Regions from separate parts of the Urocitellus parryii genome. Here region 1 is linked to region 2. Evidence: chromatin contacts called from public Hi-C data. All regions are on one chromosome and are shown on one strand. The core of a region is the stretch at or near the end of the contact, and the rest is flanking DNA. Distances in the headings are between cores, read along the strand shown.

Evidence for each region. A called contact is a pair of places that touch in the nucleus more often than the background predicts.
Region 1: a Hi-C map of liver shows a contact between it and region 2, with 2.9 times the contacts expected there. The contact joins the promoter of Tgif1 here to the promoter of Myl12b in region 2. A contact is called at or near these places in 2 of 2 Hi-C or Micro-C datasets (liver and muscle).

Annotation. Positions count from the first base shown.
Region 1 is chr13:52,303,250-52,309,820 of mUroPar1.hap1, forward strand. It overlaps Tgif1 (TGFB induced factor homeobox 1), which reads left to right and starts at 2,148. Exons shown (of 3, transcript XM_026394523.2): 1 at 2,148-2,497. The coding sequence starts at 2,482.
Region 2 is chr13:52,121,327-52,128,007 of mUroPar1.hap1, forward strand. Myl12b (myosin light chain 12B) reads left to right here and starts at 4,494. Exons shown (of 4, transcript XM_026394522.2): 1 at 4,494-4,952. LOC113186910 (myosin regulatory light polypeptide 9) reads left to right here. Exons shown (of 4, transcript XM_026394521.2): 4 at 846-1,864. The coding sequence ends at 1,018.

The DNA.
Region 1 (6,571 bases), core at 898-3,397, 180 kb after region 2:
TTGTCTCTGGCTGCCGAAAGCAGGCAAGGGGAGGGTTAAACGGACCGAAGGTTTGTTTTGTAGAGTGGCTTCGAAAGAGTGGAGGCAACCGAAGGCGCTTTCGAAGTTAGCAAACAAAGCGTCTCCGCAGTAACCGTCCGGTCCCAGGCTTGGATCCTGCCACTCAGACCGCGGAGTCGCTGCGGCAGTGGCCCACGGCTCCTCCTCCTTGCGTCTCTCCTCCCTCCTCTCCGGGTTCCCGAGCGGATATGAGCCACCAATCCCAGCAACAAACAACCCTTCAAATGAAATAACTAGGCGGCCCTCTAACGGGCGCGGGGCAAGCCGGCCCCCTCCCCGCGCCACATCTGTCCCGCACTCGGGCGCAGCAGCTGATTCATCTGCAGCCAGGCCGGGCGAAGGAACTCGGCTCCAGGCAGTTGCAAGCTAGCTCCAGGCTGGTGGTTTCTCCCCAGGACCCTGTCCTCCCTCCTCTGGCTGCCTCCCGTGCTTTTAGATGTGTGTTCTCTTCTGGGCCGAGCAGTCGGCAAACCACAGAAGAAAAAAAAAAAAAAATCGTAAGGTTGCTGCCTTCTTATAGTGACGCTTTTTTCCTTGTTGATTCATTTTAAGTCCTGTAATTGGAAAAACCACCCAAGCTTTTTAAACCCTGGCCTTAACGCACTCTCGGGGCGGGGGTGTCTTTCGGAAGGGGGCGCAGAGGAGGCTGGCTTTAATTTTCAGCGTAATCCTAAAACAGTCTCCAAAGTCTAGTTTAGTCATTCTTTGGCTGCTTTAGTCCTTCTCGGGTTTAACCTTATTTCCACGGAGCTTTCTCCTACCGGGATCTCCAAAGAGGTTACAAAACAAAAACAGCCACAGAGCCGAAACTGGAGACAGACCCAGGCGCTGACGTAAATCTTTTACTAGGCTTATTTGCGTTTAGGGTTTTTTTTTTTTTTTTTTCTTTTTCAGTGATGGAGAAAGTCTAACCGTGGTGTATGACAGTTCATTTGCTTTGCTTCAGAACAACGGGACATACCCACGCGGAAAAAAAAAAAAAACTAGACCCAGAGGAGAGGAGAGGTCATGCGTGTCTAGAAATCAGCCAAACAGCATCTGGTCTTTTAAAAGGGGAATTTCATCAAGGAACTCCTGTTGGAGTCCTCGTAACTCAACCAAAATAAACCCACAGGAACATGTGTTTACTTAATGGCTAGTTTCTGTTTGAAACACAGAAGGGGAGGAGGGGTCCCCTAGCGGGATTTAAGTCCTAAAAGTAGACACTGTTTACCAAAACGGATGAGCAGTCACTGCGTGGTCGCCTCTTTGCTATAAAGGCGGCTGCTGCCGGGGTCCGGGGGTGGAGGGGTCGGGCCGAGTAGCAGCAGGGCGGGCGCGCGCCGGGGCAGTCCCCAGACAGAGACGTTTAAAGAGCATGTGAGCATGACAAGTGTCTATTCGCAACGTGTTAGATTTCGAAACTGCCTTGCAATCCAATCCGGAACTCACAGCTTTAGCCCGGGGGAACAGACATTCGCCTAGGGTTTCTGTCTCATCCCCCCCCACACACACACCACCTCCCATTGCCGTTGTTGGAGGAAGAGCGCCGCGAGGAGAAGGGTGCGCCGCGCCGCGCCCGCGTGTCAATGGCAGCCGCGCATTCTGGAAGAAGTTGGTTCTTGTCCCGAATACTTTTCCTCTTGTGCCCCGCCCCTTGAATCAGAAGCGGCTGTCTGGTGCGGCTCAAGCAGGGACTGAGGAGTTTGGGGCAGCTGTCAAAAACAAGAGGGCGAGTCTTTTCTTCCCTGGGGTGGAGGAGGGGAAGAAGGGGGCGTCCTTTTTCCCATCTGTTGCAATTTCCTAACCCAACGCACTCTGGCCAGCCTCAGGAAGAAAGGCCCAAAGGAAAAACCCGGAACGCTCAGCTGGTGTCTCCGCCGCCGGGCGAGGGATGCGGGCGGTGCACGCGCAGCAGGCAGGCGTGATAGTGTTTCTAGGGTCCGCCACCCCTGTGAGGGACGGGTGACAGTGGCTAGGTCAGAGCGGTCGCGCCGCTGGGTCCAGTCCACCCCCGCTGAAAGGTGCGGGGGAGGGGCGGAGGCGCGGTGGGACGGGCGGGGGACGGGGCGGGCGGCTGGGGGCGGAGGCAGGACCTCCGGTACCTTCCCTCCTCGCCTCTCACTCTGACAGCGCCGAGGTGCGCCGTGCAGGAGCCGGGAACAAAGGAGCGGAGTGGGGAGGGGAGCGAGTTGGGTGAGGGAGAGCCCCCGGCCGGCTGCCAGAAGATCCCGGCAGGAGGAAGCCCAAGTGTCACTTGAATTCCACCCAAGGAGCAGGCGCCTGGGATCCAAGCGCCTTGTTTAGCAATAACGGCTGGAGCACGTCCTATAAGTTGCTGGAAAGTCTGCAGTGAAGGAGGACGACCAGTTGCCCGCTGTGTCCAGGCTCCTGGCCCCTCGAGACCCCAGCATTGCCTTCCGCTGGGAGGGGAGTTCCAGAATGAAGAGCAAGAAAGGTAAGGCGGCCGCGGGCTGTGCGCACCGGGGCTGCGAGTCCCAGAGAAACACGCGGGCCGGGCCGCGCTGCGCTAGACTGGGGGCGAAAGTGACTTGGTGGACTTTTCCGCCCAGGGGCTCTAGGGCTGGAGCGGCTGCCGTTCTCTTTGTTGAGGCTGTGTCTGGAACGGCAGTTGCTGTTTTCCTTCTAGACACAACACGAAGGGCTGTTGTGGGGAGCCGAGCCTCTCCACGCTGCTGGCACGTTGTCAAGAATCAACGCTCAGCGCCTTGTTTGTGCGCCTCCAAGTTTCATTGTCTCCACCAACACCCCACGCTTGGCCCAGCCGCCGCGTGGCTGCTAGCTCTGTCTGGCGGACGGCGGGTGTGGGGTCGGTGTCGGGGGATCCCTCCTAGGTTTTCCTGGCCCGAATCCGGAGCTACCGAGGCCGAGGTGCCTTTGTGTGAAAGTTCGGTTCCGGGGCCCCCACGCCCCAGTGGGCCCTGGTACCCTTTTTTTAGGGATGAGATGTTTTCACAATCAAAGGAATGTGATCCCGGACCCCCACATCGCCCTTGGGCGTACATGGCTTTGGAAAGCTAGACTTCTAAAAAATTCCCAGCTTTTTAAGTTTTCCCACGATGGATTTGGGGCAAGATGAGGAGTTGGACACAGGGCAAGCTGCTTAAAGCTGCATGCAGTCAAAATGTGTCCAAGTGTGACAAGCAGGCTTGGTTGTAAGTGCAAAGAGCGAGGCTGTCATTGTTTCCACGAAGCGTTCTGGACGGTTTACAACTAAAACTTGCCGTCAGTCTGGTTTAAAAAACAAAATACACAGGGGGGGAAAAACACCTGAAAGGTCAAAGACTGTAAAGTCTCTTTTGAAATTAACTTTTGAGTCCCTCGCTGGGAGGTCCCCTGAGTGTTCCGTCGTGGACTGGAGTTGGCTTTTCTGTTGTGATTTATGTGGAGTGGTTCAAAACAGAAGTTAATCGCTCGGGGAAGCCAAGGACCGGGGGCGGGGGGCGCTGCTGCGCATGCTCAGGAGCTTCCTCGAGTTGGTAACTCCACATTCTTTCAGAAAGGGACTGCAACTGCAATTCCAACGGAACGAGATTGGGAAGGGGCAGCCGCACTCCCCGTAGGGTTCCTTCGGCTGTGTTTTTACCTTAGAGTTCTGTTGATGTGATTCTGTGGGAGACTCAGGCACGCGGAACTTCCCTGTCCCCACCCCCCGCCTCCAGGCTTCCTCAGTGAGAGTAACATTAAACGTGCCACTTGGTAGTAGAACTCCCTGCGGACCCCTCCCCGCAGGACAGTGAGAACGTGGGCGTTTACAGTTGGGGACGTTTAACTTGGTGCTGAGAAAACGCGCGGGGGAACGTCCGGGTGTCTCTGCAAAGCCGTGTCATGCTTGATACTGGGCTGACAGATCTACACTCTTAATAGGAGGCGCTCTGGGTTCCGATAGGACTTGCCAGCATAAGGTGTGGGGAGAGGGGGTTCTGGATTTGAGTGGTTCGAGTGCGCCGAATGCAAAACTGGGCTTCCGCCGGCCCCCTCCCCATTGTTTGAGCTCCGGCGGGGGGCGCTGTGATTACCCTCCCGGCTCAGGCACCCCCGAACCCCTCCCTCCTCCCGCCCCCCCCCCCGACGTCCCCCATCCCCCAGCCCTCTTGGGTATTCCGGGGGACCCTGGCAGGGTGGGTGGGGGAATCCGTGGTCCCCAGCCCCGGGCGCACCGAGGATCTGCTACTCTGCGCCAACTCATGGAAACAATGAAAGGTGACGTGTTGGAGAGGAAACTTTGCTGCGATTGCCTCTCGGCTCCCTGAAGGGTAGCAGAGACTGCTGAGGTTGCCGGGGTTTTCTTTCCCTTTTTTAGGTTTCCCTGACAAATCGTCCGGGATCGCGGGGGACCGGCATCTTGAGGATGTGGGATCTACGACCCCATTTTTAGTTCTCTAGTGACCCGAAGCCCCAGAGGTCCTCTGCTCGTGCTAACTCAAACAGTTTGCAGGCGGTTTTCAGTTGGAGCCGAACAAAAGCGGCTTGCTCTTCTCCGGGCTCCTCCCTCTCCCCCGCGAGCCTCCGAGTCCTGCCTCCTCCTGTCCAAGATTACCTGGGGCTGAAAGGGAGTCTTGCCTGTGGGCTCCGGTAGGGCTCCCAGAAGTCAGTCTCGGCCTATTGTCTGTCTACAGAAAAGTCTGAGCATGTTTTCAAGTTTCCTTAAGACAAAGGCACTTTCAATTCAGTTTCAGGGTACGGGTTTTGGTAAACCAGCGTGGGATGATAATGTGTCCTCTTAGAAAACTGGAGACGGCCCCCAAAGATCACCTAAAGTGGTTTAAAAACAGGCAGAAGGAAGGGTTGACAAGGAAAATGCTCCCGGTCTTTTTGGTCCCAGTTCCTGGTCCTGTTGCTTTAGGATCGCTCTTTGCGGGCGGCCAAGCGCGCACAGTGGATTTAGTAACTTGGGTGTTAAATTGGATTCCTGTTTGCTTCTCCAGAGGGGAGGTATTCTGATCAGGAGACTCGTTAGTTAGGTTAGATTTGCGTTTACCTAATTATTAAACTTTCCTTTACTCTTATTACTAGATTCTTAACATTTTTTAAAAATCCAACTTCACCACCACCTTCTCAGTCCCCCTCCCCCTTGATGTTTCAGAGCTATTCAGAAAAAGAAAGTGCAGAGAAGCAAGATTGCTTCTCAGAGCCGTGGGATCCACGAGCCATCTTGTGGCTTTCTAAACAGCATTTCCTTGTATGTGGATAGAGTAAAAGGCTTTTGATTCCTCTCTCCCCACCCACCACTGCCCCCCTCCTACACCACAATTTTTAAAGTGTAAGCAAAGCAAGACGTTTGGAAACAAATCGTAACCGGGAAACTTTTCAAAAGCTCTGTTACAGTAGGAAATGAGTAACGAGGAAAAGTCTTTGTTTTTCCAAGTTGAGCCACAATCAGGAGGGAGAGTTTTAATGAAAACAGTCCTGACAGCAATAAACGTGGTTTAGCTGCAGTGAAATATCAGCTGGCCCAAGCCAAGGCACTGAAGGCTTTAACTTCCTGTTACTTCAGCTTTTGTGCACATATTGAAAATATTTGTTAAGAAATCCAGAGGCCTGGCATTCATCCCCCCCCCCTACCCCCAAATGAACTGAGAACAGAGTGAAGTCTTGCCTTAGTTTGGTGTTGCTTAACTGAAACCTGCTTTTGTATGTCACTAACCTATTGGAAAAGATCAAGCTTCTTGTCAAATGAAGCAAGCAGATCAAAAGACACTCTTGAGCTTTTTATTCTTTTCCGTTGTTGTTGTTTACTTGCTTGTTTCAAACTCTTTGTTATTACCAATTTACAGTTGGGAATTCACTGTTCAATGAGCAATTTTCCACACTTTTTTTCCAGATTAAAAAAAAGGAAGAGGGAAATAAAAGCCTTGAAGCTTTCAGACGTTGGAGAGTTTAAACAAATTGCCTTATTCAAATTTGCTTTAGTTATTCAATTAACTTGACACGTGTTTAGAAGTGATTTCCTTAGTTATCAAGGCAAATGTGAAACAGGAAATCATTTATAATCTCAAGGTATTTTATTAATAGTTCACACAAATTTCAGTATGGGTTTTGAAAGTTTCTCAACTTCTCAGCAGTGAAAGCAGTTTCGGTTTTCAATATGCTCTTTCTTTAAACTTTAAAAAAGAAACAGTTTAATTAAATCTTTAGGGAAGGGGAAATTCAAACACATAGCAGTTAAAATTTAGGATTCTTGGGTACTGATGACTGTTAATCCTTGAGCTACAGTGAATTTGCAAAATCATTCATCTCTTTTGTTAGAACTTGCTTTACTTTGTCTTTGGAGCATTTGCTTTTCCTGTAGGAACGCCCTCCAGCACCTTCTGCCCCCTGCAGTCCAAAACTAAATGTGTCACCAAGTAAAGCCAATCAGTTGGTGTATTTTTTAAAAGTTCCTTAAAAATACATTATATGGTATATCACTATGAAGAACATTTTGTTTTTATTTTCTATTACTCAGTTAAAATTGGGTCTTTTGTTCAACCAAAGTTACAGAAGAAAAAATATCTACATATATATATCT
Region 2 (6,681 bases), core at 3,244-5,743:
TTGGGGGGTCTGAGGCAGAAGGATCACAAGTTTGAGGCAGACCTCTGCAACATAGGAAAACCCTGTCTCAAAATAAAAAACAAAAGGCTGGGGTTGTAGCTCAGAGATAGAGCATCTCTGGGTTCAACCCCCCCAAAGTGGGTATGTGCACGTGCACACACACATATACAAAACCCAGAGTAAAAAAACATACCTTTCAGCTCACCCTTCACATCCCAATTACCTAACACAGGGTCAGTGACATACTTTGTGCACCAGTATTTATTCCATGTTTTTGCACATTCTAGGCTTGGCCATGTTTGTTATCATTATAAGTTAGATTTGTAAACATTAAAATTTTCCTTTCACATGTGAGAAAACCAAAGAGGTAAAGTGTAATACCTGAAATAATATAGCTTGTTAAACAGGGCTTTAGGACTCCACTATTCTTTCAACTAAAGTATTTTTATTGATATTCATGATACGGTATTGATTTTAATGTGGCAGGTGACCGCTATTTGCTTGTAGCATAGGCATGACCATTCATGCCATTTCAAGGAGCCATGAGGCCTAGTTTCATTAGTCACACCATATTACTTTTGTTTGGGCATAGGTTTAGTTTCTATTATAAAGAGGTCAGAAGAAGGATGTGGAGGCAGGTTAATAGAGCAGTGCTGCGAAGCAGCCGGATATTTTTCTAGGCACCTGTCTGCTGAGGTTGCCAAAAGCAGATGGAAACCCCATATCTAATTTATTTGTGTGTTTACAGTTTCTTAACTTAAAACAGTATGTGTAGTCAAGTGTAGATAGGCTTTGTAATTTGTCTCAGTAGTATGTATTCTGATCCCCTGTTCTTTATTTTCCAGGCACCATTCAGGAGGATTACCTGAGAGAGCTGCTGACCACCATGGGTGATCGGTTTACAGATGAGGAAGTGGATGAGCTGTACAGAGAAGCCCCTATTGACAAAAAGGGGAATTTCAATTACATTGAGTTCACTCGCATCCTTAAACATGGAGCAAAAGACAAAGATGACTGAAAAGATCTTCAAATTCCAGCCAAATGTTCCTTGTTGCCACTTTGGGTATTTCTGAGATTTTTCTCTTAGAGCCTATTGCATGCCTTTTAGCTTTACAGCTTTTGCCTTTCTTGTTTTATATTTATTCTCAGCCATTTTGAGGCTCATGTATCTTTATAATCAGACTGGAAATGGGACTTTTTGTCATTTTCAGAATAGAAAATAGGGTAATTTAATTTACCATTGCCCTCACCCCCAATAACTGCAGTCTACACAGAGTCAATATATTTTTTCAGAGAAAGTTATTCACTCAATTTTTTCTGAACCATGATTAAACTTTATGATAAAATACTGACTTGTTTTAACTTATTATTTACCAAAATTGGATTTTGTTAGTTTTAGTTTTATGTTTCAAAGAAAGATGGAAGAGGTAAATCCCAGAAAATGATAGGCTTGCCAGACCCCTCTTGTATTCTCTTCGGTTTTCCTAACAGTCCTATCTTCTCTACATTTATTTTCTCCTCCCAAGGAAGTATAATTTTAACTGCCCTAATCAGGTTTCCTGCACTTTGTCTTCCAGTTTTTAAAATAATTTCCTGTAGAATTTGTATATAGTGACACTGTAGTAGCTTTCAGTTCTTAAGTTTGATGTATTGGTTTTATGTGTCCCCACTTGATCTTCTAAGCTTTTGTACATTATTTTATGTCATTTAAAAATAGACTAGGTCACTGAGCATAATTTTCATTTGTCCTATTTTTTAAAAACTATTTTAGCTCAAGAGAGTCTATGAAATGCTTTTATCAAAAGACAGATTTCTGTGTTGTATTTCAAGCTATTTAAAATACAATATAGTATTTTTTATTGTATATGGTTTTTTTTTTTACTATAGCAACCCCAATTGAAAGACCATGTTTGTTTATGCAGAGATTCATCATGAGTCCATTTATGAATTTTAGACATTCCTGACCTGCCCACAATCAAAACAGCTGAAGCTACATGCCTGGGAAAGTGAGGTCATTGTTTCAGTCCTAAAAATAACTTCTGGTATTTGCAGAAAAACAGGACTGTTTCAGAGTTAATCAGGGAGTGGAAGACTTTCATTCTCTTTAAGTGTAAAAAATCTGAAAGTGTTAAAACTCTGAAAGATTTGAGTTTAAAAGGATTTGAAGGAGGAGGAGAGTTGAGTGAAAACAGTCAAAATTGCCCTACCAAGATAAATAGTTGAAAATTACTCTAATAACTTTTTATGTTACTACTAACAAGCTTTATCCTTGAAGAAAACCATTACCTCATTCAGTGAACAGTGAATGCCTGTGGGCAACAGACCTTTGTACTCAATAGGACAGAAAGGGAGATCCTTTAACCTGGTAAAAACAGCTATATAGAATACTAATAGAAGACTAGTAATAACTAGTCTTTTTCCCCTTCAAGATTAGGATTATAGAATCTGCCTTAATTCTCTGAATGAATCTCATTCAGGATTTTAAAAAGTGTATTTTTGCCCAGCTATTGCCATTGTGCTAAAATCTTGAAAAAAATACCACCTCTGCTTAGTTAACAAATCTCCAGTGAAGAATAAGTAACATTATTTCCTCTGGGGGCGGGGGACTACTAAAATTATCTCTTGCAGTATCTCCATTTTCATTTTGGATAACTGTTCAAAGACTCACTCTATATTAGAAATAGTGGATGATCTGGCCTGCATGAAATAAGTCTGCCAGCTTAGTAACTGGGCTTTGCTTAATTCAGGGTGATTGCCAATAAAAAGCTGAAAGCATCTTTTCACTAACAGTGACTTTGACAGTTCCTAAAATGTTTTCATGGTGAAAATTATCTTGAAACAAACTGTTTCAACAGTTCTCATAATCCAGGGGCATGCCTCTAATGCCAGTGACTCAGCAGGTGAGGCAGGAGGATTGCAAGTTGAGGCCAGACTCAGCAATTTAGCAAGGTCCTGTCTTAAAACATTAAAAGGCAGGGGTGGTGGCTAGGGATATAGCTCAGTGGTAAAGCACCCCTGGATTCCATCCCTAGTACCCCCCCCCCCAAAAAAAAAAAAAAAAACCTTTTGATGAAACCAAACCAGAGGTGGCAGGATCACCATCCACCTGCTTATGATTGTGTTGCCATTTGGACATAATCTTCACACTTAAAATGTATCTAAAACAACAGGGACCTAATTTTACATTAAGTTTAAATAGCAACATGTGGTTAGTGATGATTAGGACAATTTAGAAACTTAAATACAGAGCTCAAAGTTAATGTATAGGCAGGAAGTATACTTCAGTGGTAGAGTTTGAAGCCCTAGGCTTGATCAGTAGCACCCAAAGTATAGTCAGGGTGATTTAGCTATGAGCTTACATTTACCAGGGTAAATGTTTATGAAGTAGTAATAGACGATATTTGGCTAACAGCCCTTTGTGGGTTTTTTTTTTTTTGGGGGGGGGCGGTGCTGGGAACCCAACCTAGGGCCTTGTTCATGTTGGACAAGTACTCTACCCCTAGGTAATAGATCATACTTGGAAGAGCTCTGTGATAAAGACCTAAGAAGTCAAAATCTGATGAGTGTAAAGACAGTTACTTAAACTATCAAACAAGGGGCAGACTTCAGCTAAGGAAGATTTAAATGTTTAGAACCAGGTGTGACTTACAGCATCAGCATCACCTGGGTGCTGATCAGAAGTGCAAATTATTCTCAACTTCTGGCACTGAATCATAATACTGGATTTTGAGGCTCAAGAAACTTTTAACAGCTTTTCCAGGTTATTTTCCATGCTACTGTTTTAAGAACTACTTGTGTAGAGTGCTGAACACATGATTCCTACCTTCTAGGATTTAAGATATAGACTTCTAGAATATAAACTCCTTAAGGGAAAAATAATTCAAATTATTCATCTCCCCAGCATCTGGCACCTGTGTAGACAATAAAAAGAGTTGAGTAAAAATTGGCTCTTAGGCTGACCATTCTCCATTGTTTTGGAATAGTGCTATTCCTTTAATTATTATCTTGACGATTATAGCCACAAAGAGTATCTAGAACAAAACCTGAATTATGTAGCTTCCCGTTTTCCATTTGTTGACCAAGAGCATTGTATATATGTTTATACGTGTGTGTGTAATAATTTTAATTTAAACAAAACTTTGTTATGTTTAAAAGGAGGAATGAAACAGTTGTGTGGCCTGATAAGACCATACACCTTATTATTTGACGGTAGGTCCTAGCATGCGCGATCCCCAACACTGCAAAAATTAATAAATAGAATTTAAGAATAATTTTATTTTGAAGGTAGGAAAGGAGTAGGGCATAAACGACTTTCCTTGGGCTGGGATGTAGTTAAGGGATTCTAGAGCTAGCAGGAGTGTGCCTCTTGAACCTTCTCTTAGTGCATAGAACAGACCCTAAAAATGATCAGAAACTCAAATTGAACTATGGTAACTGTACTTTAATTTGCTAAATCTGTCAACCCTGGGTGGGCCGCTTCCTGCGGGGACCCCAAACTGGGCGGATCAAGGCCCAGACAGGTCAAATTCCAGCGCTGTGCCCGGGTCCCTGCCCCTCGCCCCCGCCCCGCGGCCAGGAATGCGGAAGGGCGGTGGGGACCGGCCGCGGGAAGGCGGGGGAGGCGGGCGGGCCACGGGGTGGCCGCCCAGCCGCACGGGGGCATGCCGCGACAGACCTGGACAGGGAAGGAAGAGACCACTAGGACCCGGGCTGTGTGCGTTCAGCCCCGGCAGCCCCGGGCCGCGCCGGACCCCCGGCCCGCACTGTCCTGCGCGCGACGCTGACCGCACCCCTCTCTCCCTGTTGGAGCCGCCGCGCCTTCCGGTGCGCCTTCCGCCCCGCCTCCCTAGGCAGGAAGTGCCGGCGCCGCCACTGTCCGACCGCAGCCCCGCGCTTGTCGCCGTCGCCCGTCGTCTCGCGCAGGCCATCCCGGATCTGGTACCTGGCGCCGGGTGAGTGGCGCTCGGCCTCGCGCGTGACACCCCTTGGGCTGCATGTATCCCCTCCGGCTGCGCCCCTCTGCCTGACCGGGTTGCTGCGCGGCCGGGTGGCAGTCGGACCTGTCAGGTTGCCGGGGAAGTGGCTCGGGGCTGGAGGGGAGGGGAGCGTGGTCAGCAGAGAGGCCCTGGTAGCAGCCGGGGCTTGTAAGTCGAGGACCCGGAAAACTCCGAGGAGGATGAAGCTGGGCTGGAGAGACGGCCTTCTGGAAGAGGTGGCCGGGTCCCTGGCGCTGAGTGGGCCGGCCCTGCGTCACCTGGATGACTTCACACCTGGTGCCTGCACCTGCCCTCCCGGCCCCGCTGCGGGCCCAAGCAGTGTATTAGGGCCAACAGCGCGTGGGGCTCGGCTCTGTGGCCCACGCGGTCCTATGTGCAATGGGGGATACAGGAGCCCATCAGTGCCTGGCTCTTGCCTCAGATGAAGTGTTCAGGGAAACTGTTAGCGCACCGGTGCCCGACCACGATCAGCGTAGGCACATGTGGAATAATTTCCATGGGAGTTTGAACTCTCGCTGTTTTTGCCTCTTGCAAAGATTTAGTTCATCGGTGTTGATTGAAGAAAAGGACAATTAAAAGAAATCTGGAAAAGCTTCCTTGGAAAGAATCGTGACCTCAATGAAGTCCTTGATTAACCTCTAGGGGGGAACTTAAAATTTCTGGCTAGATCTGTCGTAGGAGATAATAAGAACAAAAGCTTTACGGGTGGGAGTTCTGTCGTGTGAAAAGGAAACAGTGGGGAGACCAGCCTGAGTAGAGCACCACTCTAGTGAATAACAGCTGGAAATAAGAGTAGGTGGTTGAGGCTGGGTGTGTAGCTCCGTGCTAGAGCTTTGTGTGTGAGGGGCTGTGGGTTTAGATCCCCAGCACCACAATAAAATGAGGGTAGTTAGGTAAGTGAAGCCCTTTAATGGATGTCTTGAAAACTTGACAAGAAATAAAAGATTATGTAAGATGCCTTAGGGAATCGTTTGGATTCTTCAATGTGGGAGTAACATGAAGAAAGGGGCACCTTTAGGGGATTGGTTTGACACCTTTTGTTGAAGATAGATTTGGCCTTTGGTAAGAGAAGAACCACATAGCATTTTAGAATTTATTTCAGTAAAACCCTTTCATTCTATAATTGAGGAAACTGACACCAGAGTTAAGTAATTTGACTACGGTAACTTAAGGAATTCATATGGTGCCACCCCATTTCTGCGTAAACCTCAGGTGGACCCTCCTAGACTTCCTAAGAAGTAAGTGTACAGCTTTTTATTTGTTCAAGCTCTGTTAAATGAAACAACTTATATGTTGGATGACTCAGTACTCATTTATGCTTTAATGAAACTGAGTTTGAACAAGATGAACTGCTCTACTTCTGAAAAACATTCCCAAGTGAAGGTGGCCAAGGTTAGGAAAGACTCCTAAAGAAGATTTAGAAACCTTAAATGGAACTAGTTTTCCATTCTCCAAGAATGAAAGACACCAGATAATCTAGGGATGAGTTGCATTATACTCTATTTGCACATGGTGGTTCCGTAGTAGAATTCTTACTTCCCACGTTTGTTATACACTATTTGCCAACATCATTGATTAGGATCTTCCTAAATTTACTTGTAGGGGCAAAGGGAACTTCCCTTCTGCTGAAACAAACACTAGGTGAACAGAAGGAAAGGCATATAAAATTTATTTTGTGGGAGAG